Regions from separate parts of the Mus musculus genome. Here all the other regions are linked to region 2. A link is a contact called in public Hi-C, Micro-C and promoter capture Hi-C data. All regions are on one chromosome and are shown on one strand. Each heading gives the region's core, a stretch centred on a gene start, on an enhancer-like site or on the middle of the called end of the contact. The rest is flanking DNA. Distances are from core to core; before and after follow the strand shown. Region 1 holds the start of Il34 (interleukin 34). Region 2 holds the start of Vac14 (Vac14 homolog (S. cerevisiae)). Region 3 overlaps Sf3b3 (splicing factor 3b, subunit 3). Region 4 overlaps Il34 (interleukin 34).

The links. Hi-C and Micro-C count contacts between places; a contact is called where the count stands out from the background. Capture Hi-C pulls out chosen DNA fragments and counts their contacts.
Region 1: a promoter capture Hi-C map of pancreatic islet shows a contact between it and region 2. The contact joins the promoter of Il34 here to the promoter of Vac14 in region 2. A contact is called at or near these places in 8 of 39 promoter capture datasets (3T3-L1-derived adipocytes, the HPC-7 cell line, HPC-7-derived erythroid cells and 6 more), 5 of 484 Hi-C or Micro-C datasets (B cells, the C10 cell line, the G1E-ER4 cell line and 2 more), 5 of 115 datasets of contacts at active chromatin or transcription factors (effector CD8 T cells, embryonic stem cells, memory CD8 T cells and 1 more) and 2 of 9 other capture datasets (adipose tissue and pancreatic islet).
Region 3: a contact with region 2 is called in a Micro-C map of granulosa cells, with 2.1 times the contacts expected there. The contact joins the enhancer-like site here to the promoter of Vac14 in region 2. A contact is called at or near these places in 9 of 39 promoter capture datasets (3T3-L1-derived adipocytes, the HPC-7 cell line, cranial neural crest and 6 more), 19 of 484 Hi-C or Micro-C datasets (B cells, the C10 cell line, the G1E-ER4 cell line and 13 more), 2 of 115 datasets of contacts at active chromatin or transcription factors (effector CD8 T cells and embryonic stem cells) and 2 of 9 other capture datasets (adipose tissue and embryonic stem cells).
Region 4: a contact with region 2 is called in a Hi-C map of the G1E-ER4 cell line, with 2.3 times the contacts expected there. The contact joins the enhancer-like site here to the promoter of Vac14 in region 2. A contact is called at or near these places in 6 of 39 promoter capture datasets (the 3T3-L1 cell line, 3T3-L1-derived adipocytes, the C10 cell line and 3 more), 1 of 15 datasets of contacts at CTCF or cohesin (the NIH/3T3 cell line), 17 of 484 Hi-C or Micro-C datasets (the 3T3-L1 cell line, 3T3-L1-derived adipocytes, the BV-2 cell line and 12 more), 9 of 115 datasets of contacts at active chromatin or transcription factors (the SCID.adh cell line, bone marrow-derived dendritic cells, embryonic stem cells and 2 more) and 2 of 9 other capture datasets (adipose tissue and pancreatic islet).

What each region holds. Positions count from the first base shown.
Region 1 is chr8:110,804,509-110,807,488 of GRCm38.p6, forward strand. Il34 (interleukin 34) reads right to left here and starts at 1,416. Exons shown (of 7, transcript NM_001135100.2): 1 at 1,226-1,416. It overlaps Gm15895 (a long non-coding RNA gene), which reads left to right and starts at 688. Exons shown (of 2, transcript XR_003947455.1): 1 at 688-987; 2 at 2,410-2,980.
Region 2 is chr8:110,617,284-110,620,310 of GRCm38.p6, forward strand. It overlaps Vac14 (Vac14 homolog (S. cerevisiae)), which reads left to right and starts at 1,284. Exons shown (of 19, transcript NM_146216.3): 1 at 1,284-1,710. The coding sequence starts at 1,607.
Region 3 is chr8:110,823,629-110,826,670 of GRCm38.p6, forward strand. It overlaps Sf3b3 (splicing factor 3b, subunit 3), which reads right to left. Exons shown (of 26, transcript NM_133953.2): 12 at 2,467-2,618; 13 at 1,874-2,029; 14 at 537-692. Among named protein-coding and RNA genes, the nearest start is that of Snord111, 13 kb to the right of the region's middle. Within about 2 kb of position 1,438, at least 28 of the 459 cell types and tissues checked have an H3K27ac peak or open chromatin away from gene starts, as enhancers often do. A contact at or near this core is called in embryonic fibroblasts and granulosa cells, where this site is marked.
Region 4 is chr8:110,746,346-110,749,218 of GRCm38.p6, forward strand. Il34 (interleukin 34) reads right to left here. Exons shown (of 7, transcript NM_001135100.2): 4 at 2,318-2,395; 5 at 1,898-2,059. Among named protein-coding and RNA genes, the nearest start is that of Gm15894, 7.9 kb to the right of the region's middle. Within about 2 kb of position 1,521, at least 5 of the 459 cell types and tissues checked have an H3K27ac peak or open chromatin away from gene starts, as enhancers often do. A contact at or near this core is called in the G1E-ER4 cell line and the SCID.adh cell line, where this site is marked.

The DNA.
Region 1 (2,980 bases), core at 166-2,665, 190 kb after region 2:
GCCTGGTCGACATAGCAAGTTCCAGGGCAGCCAGGGCTATACAGTAAGACCCTGTTTAATTAAAAAAAAACAAAAACAAAAACCCGGGCAGTGGTGCACACCTTTAATCTCAGCACTCGGGAGGCAGAGGCAGGCAGATTTCTGAGTTCGAGGCTAGCCTGGTCTACAGAGTGAGTTCCAGGACAGCCAGGGCGACACAGAGAAACCCTGTCTCAAAAAAAAAAAAACCCAAAACAAAAACAAAAAAACCCAACAACAACAACAAAAAAAAACCCAAAACAAACAAACAAAAAGCAAAGTGTAAAAGTAGAAGCACTTCATTATAATTTCTAAAACACTGGCTCACCTATGCAATCTCTCTCTCTCTCCCTCCCCCCTCTCCGTGTGTATGTGTGTGTGTGTGTGTGTGTGTGTGTGTGTGTGTGTGTTGCAATGCAGAGGGCAGAGAATCACTTTATGTGCCATTCCTTTAGTCACTGCCCACCTTTCTTTGAGACAGGGTCTCTCATTGGCCTGGAACTAGCCAAGCAGGCTTGACTGCCCAGCCTGCAAGCCCCAAGAATCCACCTGTCCCCACCTCCCCAGCACAGGGATTACAAACATGCCACCATGCCCAGTGTTTCTTCACACACGTTCTAGAGAAAGAACTCAGGTCCTCAGCACCCTGCAAACACTTCTCTCCCTGCCCTGTGTTTTCCTTTCTTTTAAAGTTTTTTTTTTTTTTTTTAATTTGAGGCTGGCCTTGAACTTGCTAAGTAACCAAGGGTGACTAATTCTCCCACCTCCACCTCCCATGTGCTGGCATTCCAGAGTGCCTCACCATGCCAGCTAGCCTCAATTAATTTTTGACAAGGAAGTTTATACAAGTAATAATTCATGCACATGGCACAATAAGGTATAAAGAGCTAAAGCAATGTTCAGTTCCAGGAAGCCAAAAGCACTCAGAGATTGCATTTGCCAACTGACAGAACCAGGACGGAAGCACAGGTAAGTCAATTTGATAAGTTATACAGCTCTATTTTTCTCCCGCAAGGCTGCGAAATCATTGGATGAAAAAAAATTAAAAAAAAAAAAAAACCCCGCAGCAGAGTTCATACCATTTCAGAGCTTCTTAGCCAGCACCTTATCGACTGGGGCTCAAGTCTCTCTGCCTGTTAAATCGGCCCTCAGAGACTGCGACGGGGAGGGAGCAGCCTTGTGAAAGAAACCCATCCATTCTGCTTACCTGCTCACCTGCCAGGATGTGGGCTTCTACAGTCGCCGTCGCCGGAAGCTTTGAGCAGCTCAAGGCCTGGAGCAGGTGCCTTGGGGGCTGTGGCAGTAAATGCTGTGTGGGACAGGCTGTTGTGTGTTCAGCCTACAGTCTTCTCGGAGGGCGGGGGACACACGCTACAGCAGCTCAGATTTGTTTCTAGAACCGGAGCTAACAAGGGCAGGGTGGGGCGGGGCCACATGGCCCCAGCCTGTCTTGGAGTGTGGAGTAGGAGGGAGCATCAAGCACAGTCAGTCAAGGCAAGGGGACAGCCCTGAGGGTGAATATGGGGTGTCTCTAGAATCTGGGGTATCTTTAGTTTCTATGTAGATTGAACTGGTTTTTAGGGGAAAATTCCAGGTCCTCTCTTTAATACCTGGAATACCTCTTTCATTACAAAATTGAGTACAGCTGATGGGACCTAGGAGAGGTTTTTTTTGTTGTTTTTTTGGTTTGTTTGTTTGGCTTGTTAACCTGTCTACAGACAAGACCTGAGCGCAGGGAGGTAGTTTACCCAAGAACACACACAGCTGCTTACTGAGGTCTAACACCAAAGCCTGAGACAACCCTCATGGGAACCTCTGAAGACTCTGAGCCACACCTGCAGACATAGCCACTTTTGCTTTCCTGGTAATAGTGACAAGGCCCTGTGCAGCTGGGACAACATCTCTTTCTTTGCCAACCTTTTAGTATCCCAGTATAGCCCAGGCTAGCTTCAAATTAGTCTAGAGATTGACTTTATAGTGCTATGATTATAGGCTTGTGCCACCACTCTTCCCTAATTTTATGACTGTCTTTGGAGTAGTTACAGGTGGTGACTTCCATCCCCTGAAAGATCCTTCAGCTCTTCCACCTAGACATAGCAATGGTAGTGGTGGTGTTTTGAAGGCATCGTTATCAACAAGGGAGGAAGACTAGCTTTCCTCAACTTAAACACAGCCTCTCTCAGTAAAGGGCCACTCAAGGGACTCCACACAGCTTAGTCTGGGAATGCTGATCTGGACACAAGGGCTTGCCCTATTCTAAATGCTAATGAATGGTGTTGTTCAAGAAAGGCGTTCTTAATTAGATTGAGAGAACTGGATTCCCTGAACTTGCAGGAAGACAATGTGCCCACACTGGTATGCACCCAGCTAACTCTCCATCCCCCCTTGCAGTGGCTACTGGGACCACACCACAAAGGCCCTCCACAAAAGCTCTGTCAAGGCTATCCTGTCAGACAGAAGAGGTAGAGATGGGGACACAGCCACAAGATGCCACTCTTCAGAGCCTCTGGACCTGGTGTGCTGTCCTTTCTTTCCTCCAAGTGCTCAATTTATAGGCTGCTGATTCAGGATGAAGATGGCATCAGGTCTTGCAGAGCTCAGGACAGCCAACCCTCCTGTTACCACAGCCACACTCAAGTAAGTCATCAGACTCCACTGTCAACTGCTTTTCCACAGATTTCTTTGCCACATGGCCTCTTGCAGATGTTTCTCCAAGCTTCACGAGCAAAGCTGCCTTCTCTAGTTACAGCCTGGCCTACCTAAAGGCCAGAGTCCCCAGTGTGTCTCTCGGACAGCACCAGTCCCTGAAGCCCGTAGTAAATATTAGCACTTGTCCCATTCACACACGTTACTCCGGCCTTTCAAAAGGAGTCTATGAAACTCTTCCTAAACCTTATCAAAGACCAACTCTTGGGCTGGCGAGATGATGCAGCCAGTAAACGAACTTGCTGCCAAGCCTGAA
Region 2 (3,027 bases), core at 34-2,533:
TGATGCAGAGGCCATGGAGGAATGCTACTTACCGGCTTTCTCCTTAAAGCTTGCTCAGCCTACTTTCTTATAGAATCCAGCAACCTCTGCCTAGTGTGGACCCACCCATGGTGGGCAGGACCCTCTCACATCAATCACTAATTAGGAAAATGCCTTACAGGCTCGCCTACAGCCCAATCTTAATGGAGGCATTTTCTCAATTGAGGCTTCCTCCTCTCAGATGATTCTAGCTTGTATCAAGTTGACATAAAAATTAGCCAGGACTTTTTTTTTTTAATCACTATGCATAGAGTCCAGCCTAGGACACATAAGACCTTGTCTCAATAAGGGTGGAAAAATAAGAGCAAAAGAGGACACCTTGCCCGGCATGGGGGCTCACGCCTTTAATCCCAGCACTTGGGAGGCAGAGACAGGAGGATTTCTGAGTTCAAGGCCAGCCTGGTCTTCCAGGACAGCCGGGGCTACACAGAGAAACCCTGTCTCGAAAAAACAAACAGACAGACAGACAAACAAAAAAAAAAAAAAAAAGAGGACACCTGACCTCGGATCTCCATACATATGTACACACACATCTGAGTAGCACATGTGTATTAAATACAATCTGAGGGTTTGACTCAGTTGGTAGACTTGACCAGACCCGGGGTTCCACGCCCAGCACCACATAAGATCAACTGTAGTGACGCTTGCCTGTAATCCCTGCACTCAGCAGATAAAGGCATGAGAATCGAGATTTCAAGGCTATCCTCAGCTATAGAGAGAGTTTGAGACCCTGTCTCTAAAATAATAATTGGATTAGAGGGGTGGCTCAGCAGACAAAGGCATCTGCCGCCAAACCTGGCGGACTGGAGCTCAATCCTGGGACCCCCACATGGTGAGTGGGTGGGGAGATCCGACTCCCTCCCAAGTTGCCCTATGGCCTCCAAAGGCGCTCGTTGGTGCATGCACACACGCAGAAATAAAATGTAAAATCAGACAGATGGTTAAGATATGGTGAAAATGGTGGAAACGTTGGCATACGCGAAAGTGACTGTTAAGTGACCAAAGAATTAATGCATAAATTAAATTTGAGTTAGGCTCCCTCTATAAACTGTTTCCAGAAGCCCCCCGCTCTGCGCAAAGCTCTGGCAGTGAGCCTGAAACGGCTCCCACCACCTGCTCTTCACTCTCAGCAAAAACCCGCACCGAAGCCAGCAGCAGGTGAAGAGTGGGGTGGATCCCTGACAAGTGTGGCCAATCCGCTGCAGCAAGCACGAGAGGGCGTGGCCTGGGGGGGCGGAACCTTCGGTCGGCGGAAGGCGGAAGTGCTCGCGGCGTCACGTGACCTGAGTAACATGGCCGCGGCCCAGTGAGCGTTGCCGGTTCCTGGCGGGAGCTGGTCGCGTGAGCCGTGGGGCGGACCGGGTCGCGCGTGGGAGAGCAGGGTCGGAGCAGGGGGACCCGAGGCGGCGCGTGGCGGCGGGACGAGGCAGGCGGGCCCTGGGCGGCATAGCCCATGAGCAGGCTCCGGTGTCCGCGCGGAGCCGCACACTCCCCCGGCCCTGGCACGGCCCAGGCAACCTCGGGCTAAGGTGTCTGGAGGCTCCCAGGCGCAGCGCGAGCTGCCACCATGAACCCAGAGAAGGATTTTGCGCCGCTCACTCCCAACATCGTAAGGGCCCTGAATGATAAACTCTACGAAAAGCGGAAGGTTGCAGCGCTGGAGATCGAGAAGTAAGAGCTCCTGGGACCCCGCCCTGGCTTTGCAGCGCCTAGCGGTTCTGCTTGCCCGCGGCGAGGGTTCGGTATTGACCTCTCCGGTTTCAGCTCTTAGCACATTGCTTTAGAGCGGGAAATCCAAGAGCCCTATCTTTGCTAGTCTTAACCTCCTGGTGCTCCCAGATAGCAGTGAAAATGAATTGACTTAAGGTATGTGCAGAACCTAGCGCAGTACCTGACACATTCAGTGTGGCCTCAGTCAAAAGCCAGCTAGATCGGAGAGTGGCCTCTCTGAGGAGGTGGAGAATTTGCTTATGGTGTCCCGCCTTCTCTTTGCAGCTTCTGAAGTGGCCAAGTGTAGAAATAGGTCAAAGCACGTGATCCAATGCTCAGAAGATTGTCAGGCCACCCTCCCTTGCAAGTGAAAATGGGAAGATTTGCCCTTCCCCGCTTCTGCAATAGTATACGTGTGTGTAATAGTGCACTGGTGTTTCCAGGTGTTCGAAATAGGGAATGTTTAATTCGGTAATGTTTTGCTGAGTATGTGAGAGAGCACGTGTTTTTCCCCCAGCCAAATCTTAGTAACAGTCAGTTGAGTAGGTGGTTTCAGAAGAGTAGAAAGCAGCAGCCTGTAAAACTAGAAAAACATTAGGAGTTAAGACATCCAACTTGGTAACAGCGGACCATATGTGTCTATGTAAATTTAAGTTAACCAGAGTAGTGACACAGGCTTGAGATTTGGCACTTGGAAGGCTCGGGCAGAAATACTGTACTCGTTTGAGATTAGCATTGGTCACGGGGCTAGATCCAGTCTCAACAACAACAACAAAGTAATGAATCAGTACAAATTGTAAATTCAGCACGTCAGTTTCACTACCCATAATCTGGGTGTTCAGGAGCCAACCACTACAGCTGCACAGTGCAGACTAGAGAACATTTCAGTCATTGTACAATGGTCACATGGCCAGCCCTAAGCTATGGAGTGGTGCTCACTCATTGACTAGGATAGACTCTTTACTCAAAGTTTTTTAACCTCGGTGCTGTTGATATTTGGGAAGCACAATACTTGGTTGTGATGGGCAGTTCTGTAGCTTGTGTGATTTTTTTTTTTTTTTTTAGTAGTACCTCTGCCCTTTACCCACTAGATGCCAGTAGTACTCCATCAGTTGTGACAACCCAAATTGTCATCAGACTTTGCCAAATGTCCCTTAAAGAATCAAAATCACACTAGTTGAGAACAATTGCTTTGCCCTAGACTAATGGCTTTGGGCTTAGGTAAGAAGACCCTTCCATTTGTTTGCAGTACTCACGCTAGCGGTTTCTTTCCTCAGC
Region 3 (3,042 bases), core at 188-2,687, 210 kb after region 2:
AACCCCAAAAGAAAACTGAGACAGTAGATGCTTATTAAATCTAAATCTCAGAGTAAGTTTTGGGGAGCTCTTGTTTATTTCTGTCAAAGTGGATAATGGTCAAAGTAAGAAAGTCATATTAGGCCCTATAATAAGTAAAATTCCTTTTTAATCACCAGTCTTAGGATTTTAAACTGAAGGCAAGGCTCCAGTGGTTTAAAGAACTTGTTGCTCTCCCAGGATCTACATGTTGGCTTGGATACTTCCTGATACAAACATGCAAGCAAAACATGAACAACATAGATAGAATCTAAAACACTACAAAAGGGATTCAAGTCTTTTGAGGAAGAAACACATAGTAGCCACAGATCAACATCCTTAAACATCCCGAGGTGTGCTATGGGAATCAAAGGCGGCAGCAGCATACACCTCACCACACTGGGTGCTTAGGATCTCACTGCTGGACAAGATGGGGGAGAGGAGAGAAAAACAATAGACACAGATTTTAGGGAGCCAGGTGCTTAGGGCCCACCCAGAAGACTAAGAATGCCACTCACTGATGGGTCGAGGGAGATGATTCTGACAGTGTTGTCCACCAGCCCCACAGCCAGGAACCGAGATCGCTGTTCTCCAGGGGGCACGTTGGCCAGACTCATGCACACCACATCTGCTGACATCTCTTTCCGCTCCGTGTACTCATTCAACTGTCCTGACTACAGGAAGAAAAACAAAATAGGTCTGTGTGCTACAATTCACCCTGTAGCTCTGGACTATGTATGAAAGGAAGATGGGCTGTTAAGACTTTTTTTAAATTTAATTTTATTTTTGCCTCCTCTCACCCCTCTTTTTGCTTCTGAGATGGGGTTTCATGTAACTATTATTAGCTACGTTCAAGGATGAACCTGAGACCATGGCCTCCTCTGAGTTCTGAGATTACAAAGGGTCTGAACACACCCTGTTTATACAGTGCTAGAGATCTATCAACTGAGCAACACTGCTAACACTGTTTTATATCTCACTCCACTTTTTAGTAAGTCAGTGACCAAGAATCTCACCATTTCAGATCCCAAAATCAACTTCACAGGTTAGTGCCCCAGAGGGAAAGAAAAAAAGCAGGATGTAGCATAAATATACACTATCCTAGACCAAGAAACAAATATATAAAGCCATTTATCTGTTCTCATCATGAGAACCCTGAACAAAGCCAGCTGTGGTAATGCAAGACTATAATTCTAGCACATGGGAAACAGAAAGGGAGACAGAAGAACAGGGTCAAGGCCAATCTAGTCTACATGAGACCATCTCAAAAACAAAACCCTTTCCTAATACACCAAAGCCAATTCAAACACAGTCAAAACAACAACAAAAATGTCAAGTCTACTAGAGATTTCTGTAGAAGGTAAGTTCTGGATACATTTTCATATAAAATAGCAAAATCAGGAATAGTAACTCATGACTAATCACAGCACTTGTGAAGTTGAGACAGGAAGACTGCTGTGAGTCACCAGCCTAGAATTCTACATTAGACTGTATCTCAAAACAAAACAAAACAAAAAACAAAAAAAGAGAAACGAGACAGAAGAAAATAAAAGAATTCTTTACCAAATATTCACTAGAAGATGAGGATGAGGTACAAAACAAGCTATTTGGCTTTCAAGAGATTTCACATCTGTAATCTGAATTAGATTTCCTAGTTTTTGTCCTTAATCTTTAAAAAAGGGGCCAAACTGTCTTGTTTGTGGACACTTCAGAGTCCCAATTCTCTTTCTTGTGAATCCATGCATGCTTAAGATACATACACTGACAACACTGCCTAAGCACAACAACAGAACCCCACCCCAAGGACCATAATGGAAGATAACACAGGGCCAGCAGAACAAAACAAGTAACATACAGGATCCATCTCGAAATAGACCAGCTCTCCCCCAGTCAGGGCGATCACCACTTGTCGCTGGTTCACTGCACACTTCACAATCGTTTTCTTGCCGGGAGTCTTCCACTCATTAACTCTTTTATCTGCTCGTATGTGTCGGATGCCATCTGGATACACCTAGAAGTCAGTCAAAGAAGAACATCTAACTAGCAATCTGATTGTCACCCAGAATGGCCCTCACACTGGCACACTGGGACCACACAAATGAGGCACTGCTTGTTTTTGAAATGTTCATGCTTTGCCACCTCAGTTGAGAAAGGTCCCAAGCCCACATGTTAATGATAAAGATGAGAAAAGCAGTGATAGGGAATGACCAACAGGGAGGAAATGTTAGGCTTCAAATTTTCCTAACTGCCGAGTTATTCAAAGCCTGAAAGGGATGAATTCTCAGTACCCCTTTTTATGTTGATAAGACATTAGACCCTCCCCTCAGGTTTTCTGGAAGGTGAGAATGAAGAAACATGAATTCAAGCACACCACAAAACAAGAGAAGGATGGGCAAAGGATGGGCAAAGGACGGACGGCCAAGGCACGCTGAGGAGGTGCACGCTCACCTGCACCAGTGCATCATCTCCTAACAAGGAGCAGGACAAGGTTGGAGTGGTGCCCAAGAAGCCAGAGTCAGTCACTTCTTCCACAGTCTCTCCGATAGATAGCACAAGTGTGGCATTCACGAAAGACACAATGATGTAGGCATCAAACTCATCTGGAAAAAAGAAAACAGAGGAGCTGTTAGGAAAAATTCAAATTTACTAGCATTAGAAAGGCAGTTGAGACACAACAGTTTTAGAAACCTTTCACAACACTTCTATGTGCAGTCACTACACACATGCACACACAAAACAGAATGTTCAAAAGACGATTGGCTGTCCTAGCAACCTACAAGTAAATGCCCAAACACGCTGAGTATAAATGTCTGAAGACTAGTATTTCCTTCAGGTATTTGGAAAAGAGACGATAAAAATAAAATAATAATAATAAAACATATAAGAAAACCTTAAGTAACTGTGTGAAAAACTAGAGCAAATCTATTTGTGCCAATTGCTGACTGACTGATGGGGTATTATGTAGCCCAGGCTGGACTCAAACTCAATATACAGCCAAAGATGACTTTGAACTTCTGACTCTAC
Region 4 (2,873 bases), core at 271-2,770, 130 kb after region 2:
GTCCTCTTCTGGTGTGTCTGAAGACAGCTACAGTGTGTACTCATACACATTAAAAAAAAAAATCTGGCTGCAGAGTTGGGGTATATCTCAGTGGTAGAGGGAGTACCCAGTATACTGGCTAAGCTTTCAGCAGCCAGGAGGGGAAGGAAAAGGGACCAGACCCAACTACATCTGAGTAATATAACCATCGCTATGTACAGTGCCTCAGTCAGAGAGCCCAGGACCAGAATCAGAGGGCGGAGGCCTCACACTCTCCTGCCCAACCTCACACACATTAGCTTCTCGGTGTCTGTTCGATGGGTAAAACAAAGGCAGAAAAGGTCTCTTCCTCAAGCCAAGCCAGCTTGCCCAGGACACCCATCTTGCTCACAAGCACAAAAGGGCAAATCCGTGCGACCCTCTTAGCAGGAACTGGGAGAACCATCCCAGGAGAAGTTCCAGACAGCTGCAAAAACAGTCGCCTGTCCCAAACCTTTCATCATCAGAAGCTCCCAGCTGGTGTCAAATGATCTGGCCCATGGGCTGGGGAGGCCAGGCAGCTGGCTGAGCAGGGTCACAAGTACGTGTCCCGGCAGGTGTACACCAACGGCCTGAGGAGGTAGGGACATGTCTGTCAGGTTACAACTCGGGAGGTTTTCGGTTGGATGATCAGATGGCTTCGAGGGCTGCTTCTGAGACAGGCTCCCACTATGTAACCCAGATTGGCCTTGAACCTAACATCTCCCCCACCTCAAGCCTCCAGAGTGCTGGGTTACAGTCATGCCACACACTATCTCCTTTCCTTCCCATGCTTGTTCTAAACTCAAGTCATAGTCATTATGGCTCGCCCTCCACGCTCCACGGGCTTTTGATAAAAGCAGAGTGTCCACTGTCACCGAGTTACACAGAACAGTTTCAATACTCTGAAAGTTCCTGTCAGTCCACCTTGTAACTGAACCTTTGGCTACTTTGTGGGTTCTTTTTTTCTTCCACCCTTCTCCACCCCCTAACACTAAATAGTAGAGAAAAAAGCATAGAGGGGAAAGGGGGCGATGTTATCATTAGACTACTTCCTGCTGATTAGGGGTGTCAAGTTCTTGGGGCATGTTTGATCTTCACCCACCATCAGAATATCTAATTTCTTCTTCTCATCTCAACAAACTGTGTAACAAACGACATCTAACCACCAGCTGTCCAAAACAACCCCTTCTATCTATCTATCCATCCATCCAAACATCACACACTCGCAGAAACTATCTGCAGCTGACAAAACCATGCCTCTGCTAGAGCACGAGGCAAATCAGAGTCAGCTGCTGTGGACAATCTGAAGCAGCCCCATATCCCACACCTGGGATTAAAATGCAGACACATTCTTACAATATTTCTGTGTCTTTAAAGAACAAAAAAATTTCACTATCTTCTGCCTTCTTCCTTCTCCCCTTTCTAGAGGAGCCTCATTTTTTCAGATACAAATATGAAATTAGAGGATTCCCTGGCTTGTCTAAGACTCAGGACACAAGAGGCAAAGCCTGTTCTACACAGCAAGTTTCAGGCCAGGCGGGGTTTCAGAATGAAACTCTCTCAAACAAGCAAATAAATAATGCTGTCTTATGAAGATGGCATGCCCGGTGCACCCATGAGTACACTGGTTACCTCACAACACCTGTACAAGGTCTAGCCAGCGTGGGTAGTGAACAGTGGGCAGAAGTAATTGGACTCAATGGGTTATAAAATTAAAAACAACAATAATAAAAAAAATTTTTTTAAGAGGGGCGCTCAGGTAAGCTTGAAACAAGGTCCCAAATCCTCTCTGTCCCCATCCCTCGTGTGTCTCACATGCTCAGCGCATGGCAGAACTCTCCCTTCTTAGCCCTTTGCCAGCATCGGCCAAACCCACACGCGCATGCGCACAGCTCACCATGAGGCTCCGCTGTACGTTCTCCAGCAATGTCTGAACCTCCTGTAGATACTTCCAGGACGGGTGGCCCTCGAGAAGTACATCCATCACAGACTCAGTGGCATTGAGACTCACCAAGACCCACAGGTACCGAAGCTCTCGCTCACTCACGTGAGCCTTCTGCTGCAGGGACAGGAGACATCAGTGACGCACAAGCGTAGGCCTCTGGGCACTGACCACTCCCCTACCCCCATGCATTTGCCACTGCCTGGGACCCATCACAGTCACCCACGGCTGCCAGCAGACAACCTTGGGCCTAGGTTAGTGGCAGGCTTTGCTTGAGTGGCTAGGGAAAGGCCAATGGGACAACCTGCCAAGACCCACAAGCTTCTAAGTGACTTGTGGCAGGCAGCGGCTCCCCACCCCGGGAAGGGTCCTCACCAGCCTTGTGATGTTGGCCACTCTGAGTACCCCCTCATAAGGCACAGCAATCCTGTAGTTGATGGGGAAGTAATGTTTCTGAAGAGGAACAAGAACAAACCATAAGCTATGAGGCAGAAACTGTTTAGACGGGACCCCCAAGAGAGGAACGCAGCCTAGCAGCGTTGACAACAGACAGGTCCTCTACTGAGAGGTCAGATCTGGACAACTGGGCTAAAAGACAGCTCTCTTTTCCCCTCGGACAAAGGAGGTGGGGGTGGGGGGTGTGAGATCAGATACACAAGTCCTGTAAGGGCTGAAGTTTCAGGCCCAGGGGAGGAACCCAGGATTTTCAGGAGACATGGTACTTTGGAAGTGAAAAATATGGTTCATCTGACACTTACAAAGGTAACCTTCGCACAGCCTGTGAACATACTACACATCAGTGAGTCTAGAATCTGACACCTTATTATTTATTGTTATTATTAATAGTGTGGACATGACTCTCAGCACTGATGTGGAGGTCAAAGATTAACTTTCAGGAGTTGGTTCTCTCCTTCCGCCTTGATGTGGGTTC